Linked DNA regions of Mus musculus: region 1 is linked to region 2. A link is a contact called in public Hi-C data. All regions are on one chromosome and are shown on one strand. The core of a region is the stretch at or near the end of the contact, and the rest is flanking DNA. Distances in the headings are between cores, read along the strand shown.

Region 1 (5,783 bases), core at 2,354-4,853, 160 kb before region 2:
AGGAAACAAGGACCAAGAGAAAGAATTCTGAGGTAGGACTGGCGGGTCTGTGCAGCCCAGTAGTGGGTACTTGGGAACTGGTGCAGGGCCTGAGCACAGAATCGGCAAGGAAGCACAGTTGGGGTCGGCGTGCAGGTATGTCTGATAAAAACAGCCCCGCTGACAGGCAAGTCATTTCTCTGTGTAGAACGTAACGCCCGATGAGATGATGAGATGATTTCTTTGCAAGGGATTGAGCAAGGTTGCTACCAGGCAGAGCTGGTGGCTGCAGGAGAGAGACAGGAAGTGAGCACACAGGGCCGGAAGGCAGGATGACTCCGTGTGGAACTCCCCAGCAAGGGTAGTGCTCCTCGGAAGAAGGAAGACTCGGCTGCATCCCAGGGAACCCTGGCTCATGTGAAAAGAGAAGTTGTAGGGTGTCGCCATCTAGTTTCAGCCTTTCTCTGGGGTCTCATCTGTCTCATCGTGACAGAGCCACCCCTGTCGCCACCAGGGTCGCTCCTTGTGTTCATGATGCTTCAAAGAGGGCACCGGGTGAAGCCGTAAGAGCTTACTGAGATGCACAGTCTGTCTTCCCAGGGTCTGCCGCCTCTGTGATCAAGGCCCAGCCCAGGAAGGCGGTGCAGATATATGTCCAGCAATTTCTGTGGAAGCAGGTTCTAGAAAAAGCCACCACTGTGCAAAGACGTGTCACTGTCTTGGATTCCAGTGTTTCTACTCATAACTAAGAACTGAGTGAATAAAATATAACAGATTGTTACACATACACACACATGTGTGTGAGAGTGTGTGTGTGTGTGTGTGTGAGAGAGAGAGAGAGAGAGAGAGGTCAACAGCACATGGGTAATGATACAGACCCTAAGGAAGCCTTTCTGAAGGGTCCTAGCAGTTCATTAATGACTAATGTCCCTTTCAAATTAGTTTGCAGTGTATTGAAAACTGCATATCCCAGAGGCTCAAGGTCCGTTTCTTCCCGCAGAGGTGACAAACTGTCAGCCTGGGACTCCATAAAGGAACAGAGTCCTAGCAATGGGTTACAGGCAGGCATGGAGTAACATCACGGGGCTGATCCATCCTGGGATACCAGTCTCAGAGTCTGCCTTCTCCTCTCCCTCCAGGAAAACAAAAAACAAAAACTTAAGAGGAAATCAAAGTTTTTAAACAGATGTCAGAAAATATAAGCCGGAAACAAAAGGTGTCCATCTTGAGGGCACCCTGGGGGGGACCATAGCCCTGTGGCATTGAGGTGAAAGGCCACTCCTGATATAGGCGGCCACAGTATGGTCGTGGGGCTCGCATGTGATTCATTCTCAGTTCCCCCAGAAAAGCGTCTTCAGATGTCCGCTGGCTGCTGGCACCCAGGACTTTCTGTTATGCCCTGGTCCTCCGTGAAGCCCTCCATCACGGCCAGCTAGGCAGCGGGAGCCACCAGGCTAGTTGCCTGACAGCTTTGGCCGTCCCAGGTTTGTTGGCACCTCCAGTCCTGTGTGCAGGGTGACCTGGAAAAGATGAAACCAGCAGGAGTTGGTTGGGTGGCAGAGTACTTGCACACTACGTACAAGACCCTGGGTCCCAGCCCTAACACAGGAGGAAGGCAGGAGACAGAGGAGATAGAGGAGCGGAAAGAGGGGCAGGAGAGGCTGTCCATAGCACAGAACACCTGACGTAGCACCGCGACCACGTGCCGGAGAACTCATGCTATGGATTTTATTACTCATCTGTCTCCCCCATATGGCTAAGGCCCATGCCACTTTGTGCTTTCTGCCTCATAACCGGAGCTACAGTAACGAGCAGATGGGTTCACTGGCATGAGCCGCAGAGCCCTGCGGCAAAGAGGCTCTGCTTCTCGCAGCCGAGTCTCTGAGCCTGCTGCTGTCTCTTCCAGCTCTCACTGTGACCCTCAAATCGCCCCTTTACGTAACCAACACCGGACTGTTGTGGAAACACTTGCAGGGCAATAGACACATGGCAGGTCCCTTAATAGATCCAGGGACAGAGGGAGTCTGTTAGAAGCAAAGGATGCCCCCATCTAGCTTGTGTTAGGAGCTCCTGTACCATCCAATCCCCTGGGGCACTGAGCCCCTGCTCCTTCCTGGAGCCCCATGGAGCTTGTTTGCTCCAAAAGGTCGTATGTACAGTCCTTAGCAGAAGACTGCCTATCTGATGAGCGAGGTGGTCCGTTCTCATTACAGTACTCATTGTTCAGGAAGCAGAGAAGTGGGCGGGACTGGGCGAGCCACCTGTGTCTCTAAGGTACCTGCACGTTTCGGTTGAGGCTGAGGGCAGGCATGAAGACCCCATCCACGTGGCTGAAGGCTGTGGGGCCCTGCTGTTGCCCATTGATGAAGAAGGTCAGAGTGTGTTTGTTTAGGTCCAGCAGCACACCCACAGTGGCCCCCTTGCACACACCGCCTTCAGTCCTGGGAAGATAAACCAGGAAAACCTATCATCACACCTAGGTCATGATGTGACAGTAACTCAGGACAGCTTCATTCAAACCTAGCCACCAAGTGTGTGTGTGTGTGTGTGTGTGTGTGTGTATGTATGTGCCAGCCACAAGAGAACACAGCTCTAAGGGACCAAAGCTACTCAGCCCCTTCTTATCCACAGCATCTGAGACCTACATGCCTTTGAGCTGGGAGGAACTTTAAGTAATAGACCTGGAAGACTTTTCCTAGAACCCTCTGTGCCCTTCAGCAGACATGCCCTTCATTAACTAAGGGTTCCCTTGACATGACCTTGTTCAGCCCTGGGAGGAAACTGAGTCCTCGGTTAGGATTGAGCCAGGGGCAGAAGTGAGAAGAGACCCTGACATGAACTCTTTACAAGGACCTGGTGGGAAGAGCAGGTGTCCTGGAGGTGCCTTAGGGTCTGGTGGAGAAGCGTCCAACAGACTGGGCAGTCAGTGCGATTCTAATTATGGCCACCAGATGGCAGTAGTAACAAGTCTGACCTGCCAGTTTTCCATGAACTCACCCCCTACGATCAAGGTCAGGTCTGGGAGCAGGGTCTGGCTTCTGAGAAAGCTTTTGCCCCGCAAAAGCACCCAATGCATGCTTGAGTTCATTACTGCCACCATCAGAATGTCTAGGTACTGGGCTTGCTCAAGCACACAGGCATGGAACTGGTAGGCCAGGGTGGTCTTGGCCTCTTTGTGGGTTAGAGGTGGAGGGAGGTCACCTGGTAAACCTATATCACCTGGTCGGCCTCATCGCTTATTCTGCAGTACCGGGCCAGACGAATTTACTTGGTTAACCTGCAGTGCCTGCTAAGTTCCACGGCCCAGCTTGAGAGTCTAGCTGCTGCCCCTCCCACAATCCTTTGGAGCAGAGGACATTACCAGTGAAAAGATAGTGATCAGGTAGGGGGATCTGAGGGTCCTCAGGCAAGTTCCTGGCCAAACTAGACTTGGTTTTCCTGGGAGAGAAGCTGGGTTACTCGTTGTGAAGAGAGCAGTCAGAGCTGCTTGGAAGAGCAGCGAGAACCCAGGAGCCCTGGTGGCAGCCCTACCCTGCCAGGAGCCCAGGGAGGTCAGCTCCTTGGGATTGGCTTCTTTATGCTTTCCCTGCGGCAGCGCCAGGGTCATTCCAGGCAAAGCAGTAGCCGTGGCAATGACTCCTCCTCCCTCTGCGGGAAACAAGTATCCCATTAGTGTTGCGCAGTGACTCAGGCTTAGCAAGAGGGTTGCAGAAAGAACTGGAGCAAGACCAGTAAGAAAACCGCAAATTAAAGCTCTCAGTGGAAAGGCACTACTGTGAGGCCAGCTGGGGGACAGAGAGCCACTGAGCCAGAACTGCCTCCTCTCCCCCACACCATCAAGTACTTTCAGTTGTGACACAGGCAAATGGTTCACACTTCACCTAGTCTTTCTCCAAAACCCCTGGAACTACAGAACAAAGTGCATAAAAAATGGCTCCTCCGGCTAACCGACCGGAGGAGCAGAGGTCCTGAATTCAGTTCCCAGCAACCATATGATGGCTCACCCATCTGTACAGCTACAGTGTACTCATATGCATTAAAGAAAGTAAGAAAGAGAGAAAGAAAGAAAGAAAGAAAGAGAGAGAGAGAGAGAGAGAGAGAGAGAGAGAGAGAGAAAGAGAGAGAGAGAGAGAAAGAAAGAAAGAAAGAAAGAAAGAAAGAAAGACAGAAAGAGAGAAAGAAAGAGAGGAAGAAAGAAAACTTTTTAAAAGACAGCTCCTCCCCCAACACCTGGGACAATCAGAGAACCTTGTCCCCGCCCCTGAATCTGCGGGCTAAGTGGGGGTTCAGGGAGCACGCACCTGTTGGTATGGGAGTTACAGTGCATGAACCAGCTGCGGTTGTTGTCCACGTACATGGCCCAGGCCTTGTCATCCTTGCCTAGCATCATATCTTTGACCACGCTGGCCCTGGCCACTCCGAAGGCTGGGTCCGGGTGGTTGTCATAGCGGTCCACGTGCAGCTCCCAGTAGTGCACGCCTTTGGAGAAGGCAGCTGTGCCTAGCACCACCCGGTCATCATAGCTGCTGCAAGTAGCCGTCTGGTTGTCATTGGATAAGATGATGTCCCGATGGCCAGAGTTGGGGTCAAAGGTGAACCAGGCCACTGGAAAGGAAGAAGGCAGGTAGAGCAGGCACAAGAATCTCTGTTTCCTGCCCCTCTTATCCCCCCATCTTTCCCCCAACACAACACACATTTTTTCTGTACAGCCAAGGTGACTGATAGACTTAGTTGCTTCTAACAGAGTCGATTCATTGCCGCCAGTGGTCTATGTGGGATACACACACACACTCACATATACACAGTCACACTCTGTGCTGATTGGCTTTTGTCAACTTGACAGAAATCTAGATTATCTGGGAAGAGGGAACCTAGATTCAGAAAATGCCTCTATAAGATTTGCCCAGGGGCTGGAGAGATGGCTCCGTGGTTAAGAGCACTGACTGCTCTACCAAAGGTCCTGAGTTCAAGTCCCAGCAACCACGTGGTGGCTCACAACCATCCATAATGAGATCTGATGCCCTCTTCTGGGGTGTCTGAAGACAGCTACAGTGTACTTACATATGATAAATAAATAAGTCTATGGGAGTATTGTCCTGACTCAAGATTGACAGGGGAGGGCCCAGTCCACTGTGGGTGGTGCCACTCCTAGGCAGGTGGTTCTGAGTTATATTAGAAAGCAGGCTGAGCAAGCCAGCAAGCAGCAGCCCTCCATGGCCTCTGTTTCAGTTCCTGCCCTGACTTCTACAGTTGTAAGATGAAATATATCCTCTCCTCCCCAGGTTGATTTTGGTCATAGTCTTTGTCACAGCAATAGAATCCACCCCCCCCCCTTCCCTGCTCTGTGTCTCTGTGTTGCCCAAGTTTTCTTCCACAGATCCAGCCTTGCTAGGGAGCACAGACGTGCAGGCCGATTGGCCCCACAGCCAGGTCTATTCCCTGGAGCTCTGACTCCTACCATCTCCTCAAATGGCCCAGGTACTGTTAGAGGTGACAGAGGAAGTGTCTATCCATGGCCCACCCTGTAGGTAGGAGATTGAAACACAAAGAGGAGACAAGATGTGGCCAAGGTCAAACTCTTAAGCCCCATAGAATGAGGACACTGGCTTCTTCCTGCTCCTGCCCTGCCCCCACCCCCAGGATATGGGCAGAGAGGCAGAATGCACGGCTGAGGGTTGCTCACCGTCGGAGGTCTGCAGGACCACAGTCTTGCTGTAGGGCCCAACACCAGAGGAGTTGAAGGCTTTGACTCTGGCATTGTAGGTGCTATTAAAGTGCAGCCCGTCAATGGTGCACAGGGTCTC
Region 2 (5,388 bases), core at 1,988-4,487:
TTTGCTTATTTTTATGTGTTTGAGTGTTTGCCTGTATGTATATAAATGTACCACATGCACGCAGTGCCCACAGAGGTCGTAAGAGTGTGTCAGACCCCTTAGAACTAAAGTTACAGACAGTTTGTGAGCTGCCATGTGGGTGCTGGGAACCAAACTCAGGTCCTCTGCAAGAGCAGCCGGTGTTCTTAACCATAGAACCACCTCTCTGGCCAGCCCCTCATCTGCTTTGAAGATAGTGTGAAGCTGAGGCTCTTGAAACCAAAGTTTCAAGGTGAGCATGCGGAGGTTAAATAAAAATACAAGCATACTTCTTTCTTTTCTATTTTGAAAATATTTTAATCTGCTTTTAATTTTTTCATAATTCACACCACCTATAATATTATCCATTGACTATTGCTTTTCTCCTGTCTCCCTGCCTCCTTTGTGTCTTCCTAACTGTGTCTAGGTAGTGCCGTCCATATGAGAAAGTGTGGGAGATTACCCAGTAGCGTGGCCAACCTACAGGAGCATGCCCCTAAAGGACAGTGACTGTACCCTCTCACCAACCACTAACGGCTAGTGGGTCCTTGAAACAGAAGGCCTTGAGGCCTCAGTTCCCCCCCCACACCCCATTCCTGCTGCCATTTTGACTGGCCTGATCTCCTGTAGGTCTTGTGTAGGTAATTGAAGCGGCTGAGTTGACCAGTGCAGCCACTGGATCATTTTGCATCTCTCTCTCTCTCTCTCTCTCTCTCTCTCTGTCGTCCATTTGTGTCTTCACAGTGTCTCTGCCTCCACTTCTTCGGTGTTCCCTGAGCCTCAAACGGGGAAGGTTAATACAGGTGATTCATCCGTAGCTGAGCACTCGCAGTTCAGGAACACTTCTTCAAGCATCGTCTGTGTTATTAAGAGTGGGTAGCAGAGATAAAACCAGGAGCTTAGGGCCAGTGTAAAGAAAACGTGTTCCAGTCCCGTTTAAATAACTGCAGTAATACCAGAAAGACAGCACCCCAGGTTTGCGGCTTACACCTTCTCATCCTGAAAGACGCAGCTGGCGTCGCATGGTTTTGCTTTTCTCCTTTCTTCAGTGTGTTTATTTATTTATTTCGAGTCATAATCTTCTACTGTAGGCCAAGCTGGCCTGGAACTTGCTGTACAGTTCAGTTTTGTTTCAAATGCATGATAATCCTCCTGCCTCAGCCTTCCCAAAGTAAGGATCACTGGTATGAACCACCATGCCTATTTTGTGGCTGGCACACACACACACACACACACACACACACACACACACACACACAATTGGAGACAAATTGTTATGTAATGTAGGCTAGCTTTGAACGGACTGAGAATGGATTTGAACATCTGATCCTCTTTCCTCGACCTCACACAAGTACTGGGATCTCATCTGTGAACCATGCTTGGATTTCAGGGCACTAGGGATGGAACTCATCTTTGTGCATGCTACTCAAGCACTTTATAAACTGAGCCACATCCCCAGTACCTGATAACAGTCTTGGTGGTTGTACTGGCTGGCTCTATGTGTCAACTTGACACAAGCTAGAGTCATCAGAGTCAGAGGAGCCCTGTTTGAGGGAATGCCTCCATGAGAACCAGCTATGAGGCATTTTCTCAATTAGTGATCAAGGCGGGGAGAGCCCAGCCCATGGTGGGTGGTGCCATCCCTGGGCTGGTGGTCCTGGGTTCTATAAGAAAGCAAGCTGAGCAAGCCAGGGGAAGCAAGCCAGTAAGCAGCACCCCAACATGGCCTCTGCATCAGCTCCTGCCTCCAAGTTCCTGCCCTGTGGGAGTTCCTATCCTGACTTCCTTTGGTGATGAACAGCGATTGGGAAGTGTAAACTGAATGAACCCTCTACTCCACAACTTGCTTTTTGCTCATGGTGTTTTGTTGTAGCAATGGAAACCATAACTAAGACAGTGGTGATATATTTTATTAGAGCCTGACACATTTGTGACATTCCATTTATATCAGGGAATTCAAGTTATTTCTGCACTTGCCTTTAGTGTTAGACAAGGGCTACTTTAGAGACAACTAAGCCACGGTTGGTATTTAGTTGCTTTTCAGAATAGGACACCATGCTTACCTGAGACCTGTTAGTCTTGTGAAAATCAGGGAGTGGGATGGGGCCACAAACATCCCACAGCCCTGTCTTAAACTTTAATCGTGTGGTCTCAGCAGCAAGCCTGACCCCTTTGGGGATACATCTGCTTCCCTGTGGGAACTTTCCATCCTCTTCAGTTTGTTTGTAGTCAGCAAACCTCCCGGAGTTCTTATGATTTCTGAGATTCCAGGATTAGCTTGGCCATTTTTGGAAGTTTAAGCTTTTGGGTTGTCCCCTCACTTAAACTGATGGAATACAGGCTCCTTACGCTGACCAGCGTCTGCTGCTGACTAGAGTTCTTTAATTCCTGCTTAGGATTTTTTTTTAAAGAGTGATTTTTAAAGACAGAGTCCTGAGATTTAATAGACTGGTGTGTGTGTGTCTGTGTGTGTGTGTGTGTGTGTGTGTGTGTGTGTGTGTGTGTACTGCTGCCTCACAGTGGCAAGCATCAGAAAGCAAGGGCTTTGAGGGTTTGAAGAGGCCTTGGTGTGTAGCTCTTCTGAGAGGGGGTACTTCGCTCACACTGCATGCTTTTAGCAGGGGTCTTTCTTTCTGTGGGGATAATGGTACCATATAACCCAGGTTGGCCTTGAATTTGCCGTGAGTCTCCCGCCTAGGCCAAAACAGTGCTAGTATCCCACGCTGATGCTTCCATGCCAGGCTTAGAAGAAGTTCCACGGGCGGGAATCCAACCTCCTGGTTGACAACTGGTGGGTCAGTGCCCTAGCCTAGCCCCCGGCTCAGTGTGGTGGATCGCCCAGCGAACAGAGCGCAAACCTGAAAAAGCAATGAATGCCTGAGAGCGCAAAGGAGAGAGGATGATTGAAAGCCAGGTTGGGCACGTGCAGGAGGAAGTTTCCTTTGTCATCAGTGCCACGTGGCGCCATGGCGGTCTTCGCCCTGAGTTAACCCCTGTGGTCATCTCCAATCTCGGCGGCGCTTGTATGGGGGACTCTGTAGCAGCCCCAGAGATGCCCTAGGGTCCCGGAAAGCGTCCTATGGAGGAGAAATTGAAGGGCCATAACAGGAGGAGCTCGGGGGCGGGGCTCCAGTGGGGGCGGGGCTCCAGATGGAGGCGGGGCTTCAAGTGCCGACCGGGCTCAGGGACGATTAGTGGTCCCGACCGGTACCAGATGGGGCGTAGGCGGCCCGTACGAAGGGTGTCCCGGGAAGGTCTGGGGGCGGTGCTCAGCCAGGGGCGGAGGAGGAGGGCTCAGCGGGTGGGGTAGGGACGGCGCTCCGGGAGGAGACGGAGGCGGAGCCCCGGGGCGGGGCGCGGGCGGACCGGGAGGCGGCGCTCCGACCGGGACGCGCGGGCCGGGTATGGCGTCGATGGCGGCGGCGATCGCGGCCTCGCGTTCGGCCGTCATGAGCGGGAACCGGCCGCTGGACGACCGGGAGCGGAAGCGCTTCACCTACTTCTCATCGCTGAGCCCCATGGCCAGGAAGATCATGCAGGACAAGGAGAAGATCCGGGAGAAGTACGGGCCCGAGTGGGCGCGGCTGCCGCCCGCGCAGCAGGACGAAATCATCGACCGCTGCCTGGTGGGGCCTCGCGCCCCGGCGGCCGCCGCCGATGCGGGGGACGTGCGGGACCCGGCGCGCTTCCCTGGCCTGCGCGGGCCCACGGGCCAGAAGCTGGTGCGCTTCGGCGACGAGGTGGGTGCGGCGGGACGGGCCACCCAGGGCGGAGTGGCCGGCGAGGGGGAGTTCAGAAATCTCCCGGAGAAGGGACCTTTAAAGACAAAGTGGGAACAGTAGAGAGGAAACCAGCGAGCCTGGATGAGTGTACGACGTACAGCCTCAGTTTTCTGATGTGAAACAGGAAAAATGTCTATAGTTCCTGATCACTCAGTGGCCGGCATGTGTTAAGTATAAGGACCTCAGTGGGGAAGGTGGGACTGCCAGGCACCGCTGCCCTGGGGTACGTCCCTGGTAGACTACAATGGAGAGAGTGTGTTTGGGTTTGACATGTGAGCCCCGGTTCCCACCCAAACACAGAGTAAGTTTAGATGCCTCCAGCAAGCCTGATTATCTAGCCTGGGCTCTAGACACTGGGGGAAGAGAAAATAACTACTTAGAATTGCTCCCGGCTGACCTTGCTCTTGAGGCCCAGGAGTCTGCACTATTCAGAAACCTGGTGGTTTACCAAGAGATGGTTTCCCTGAAGCCCTTTGTGCCACCAGAGTATGGACTTGGTACCTCAGGGACTCAACTTTGTTTTGGAGGACAAAATCGGTAGCAGCTAGAGTTCTGAACGTCCATTTAGGTGGAGGCAGGGAGGAGAAGCTAGGAGAGTTTTGTTGTTGTTGTTGCTGCTGTTGTTTTTCTGTTGGAGAAGTTGTGCCAGGCGGAGGGAATACCAGTTAAGGATGAGATTTCAATCAGGTTTTTTCAGGCCAGGTATCCGTCAGTGTTTGTTACTACAGAACGCTTGTGGTCACGAACCCACTTTCCTGCCAGGGAATTGTGAAGGCAGAGAGCTAGCTATCCGCCAACACTGCCTTCTGCTCCCCATCCCATTTGAAACTCTTGTGGGCTTTGCCAGGAAAAACAAGGGTGTGGTGGGAGATGAAAATATAAGTCTTAAAATATATTCCTGGAGCTGAGGCATTTCATTGTGAAAAATATGCACCTCCATAAAGACGTGGACGGAGTTCGTGCTTGGATCCGGGTGATGAGTAGGCAGGCAGTTCCTCTTTGGCAGTGTCTTAGGTAAATAAATCTGAGAGGAAGCCGCCCTGTCCGCACTTAACAGATGCTGGAGACTGGATGTCACTGGATGTCACTCGCCCTGAGTATATCAAAAAGCCAAGCCATGTTGGAGCCAGGGTCATTGATAAGGAGAGATGTGACCAGTTTTCTTTTCACCCAGTTTCTCATTTGGGGTCAGTCTGCATTCGCGGACTGGTGTGGTTTAAAGCAAGTAGGGGCTGGGGAGATAGTTCCATAGGTAAAGACTTTGCCATGCGTGTGTGAGGGTCTCTAGCAACCAGGAAGCGGAGGGAGGCACATGCTTGTGATTCCTGGGAGGTAGATATAGGCAGATCCCTGGGGAGCAAGTTCCAGACTAATGAACCATCCTGGTCCCCCCAAAAACAAAGTTCACATGGTCTTAAGCGAAAACACCTAAGGTTGACCTCTGACCTACACTCACACAAACATTTGCACCGAATGAAACTTTGTGAGGAGCGAATCCACATGTCTTTCAGGAGCCCCCAACCTGAATCACAGCAACGCCAAATGGGCAGAAAGCACACCTCTGATGTCCGCACAACCAGCTTTGAGT

Evidence for each region. A called contact is a pair of places that touch in the nucleus more often than the background predicts.
Region 1: a Hi-C map of muscle stem cells shows a contact between it and region 2, with 2.9 times the contacts expected there. The contact joins the enhancer-like site here to the promoter of 2310022B05Rik in region 2. A contact is called at or near these places in 5 of 484 Hi-C or Micro-C datasets (the HL-1 cell line, the N1E-115 cell line, brown adipocytes and 2 more), 2 of 115 datasets of contacts at active chromatin or transcription factors (both in embryonic stem cells) and 2 of 9 other capture datasets (adipose tissue and liver).

Annotation. Positions count from the first base shown.
Region 1 is chr8:124,824,736-124,830,518 of GRCm38.p6, reverse strand. It overlaps Trim67 (tripartite motif-containing 67), which reads right to left. Exons shown (of 10, transcript NM_198632.2): 7 at 5,663-5,783; 8 at 4,281-4,584; 9 at 2,258-2,420; 10 at 1-1,499. The coding sequence ends at 1,434. Among named protein-coding and RNA genes, the nearest start is that of Trim67, 35 kb to the right of the region's middle. Within about 2 kb of position 3,603, at least 63 of the 459 cell types and tissues checked have an H3K27ac peak or open chromatin away from gene starts, as enhancers often do. A contact at or near this core is called in the HL-1 cell line, adipose tissue, brown adipocytes and 1 more, where this site is marked.
Region 2 is chr8:124,661,218-124,666,605 of GRCm38.p6, reverse strand. It overlaps 2310022B05Rik (RIKEN cDNA 2310022B05 gene), which reads left to right and starts at 3,237. Exons shown (of 4, transcript NM_175149.4): 1 at 3,237-3,758. The coding sequence starts at 3,423.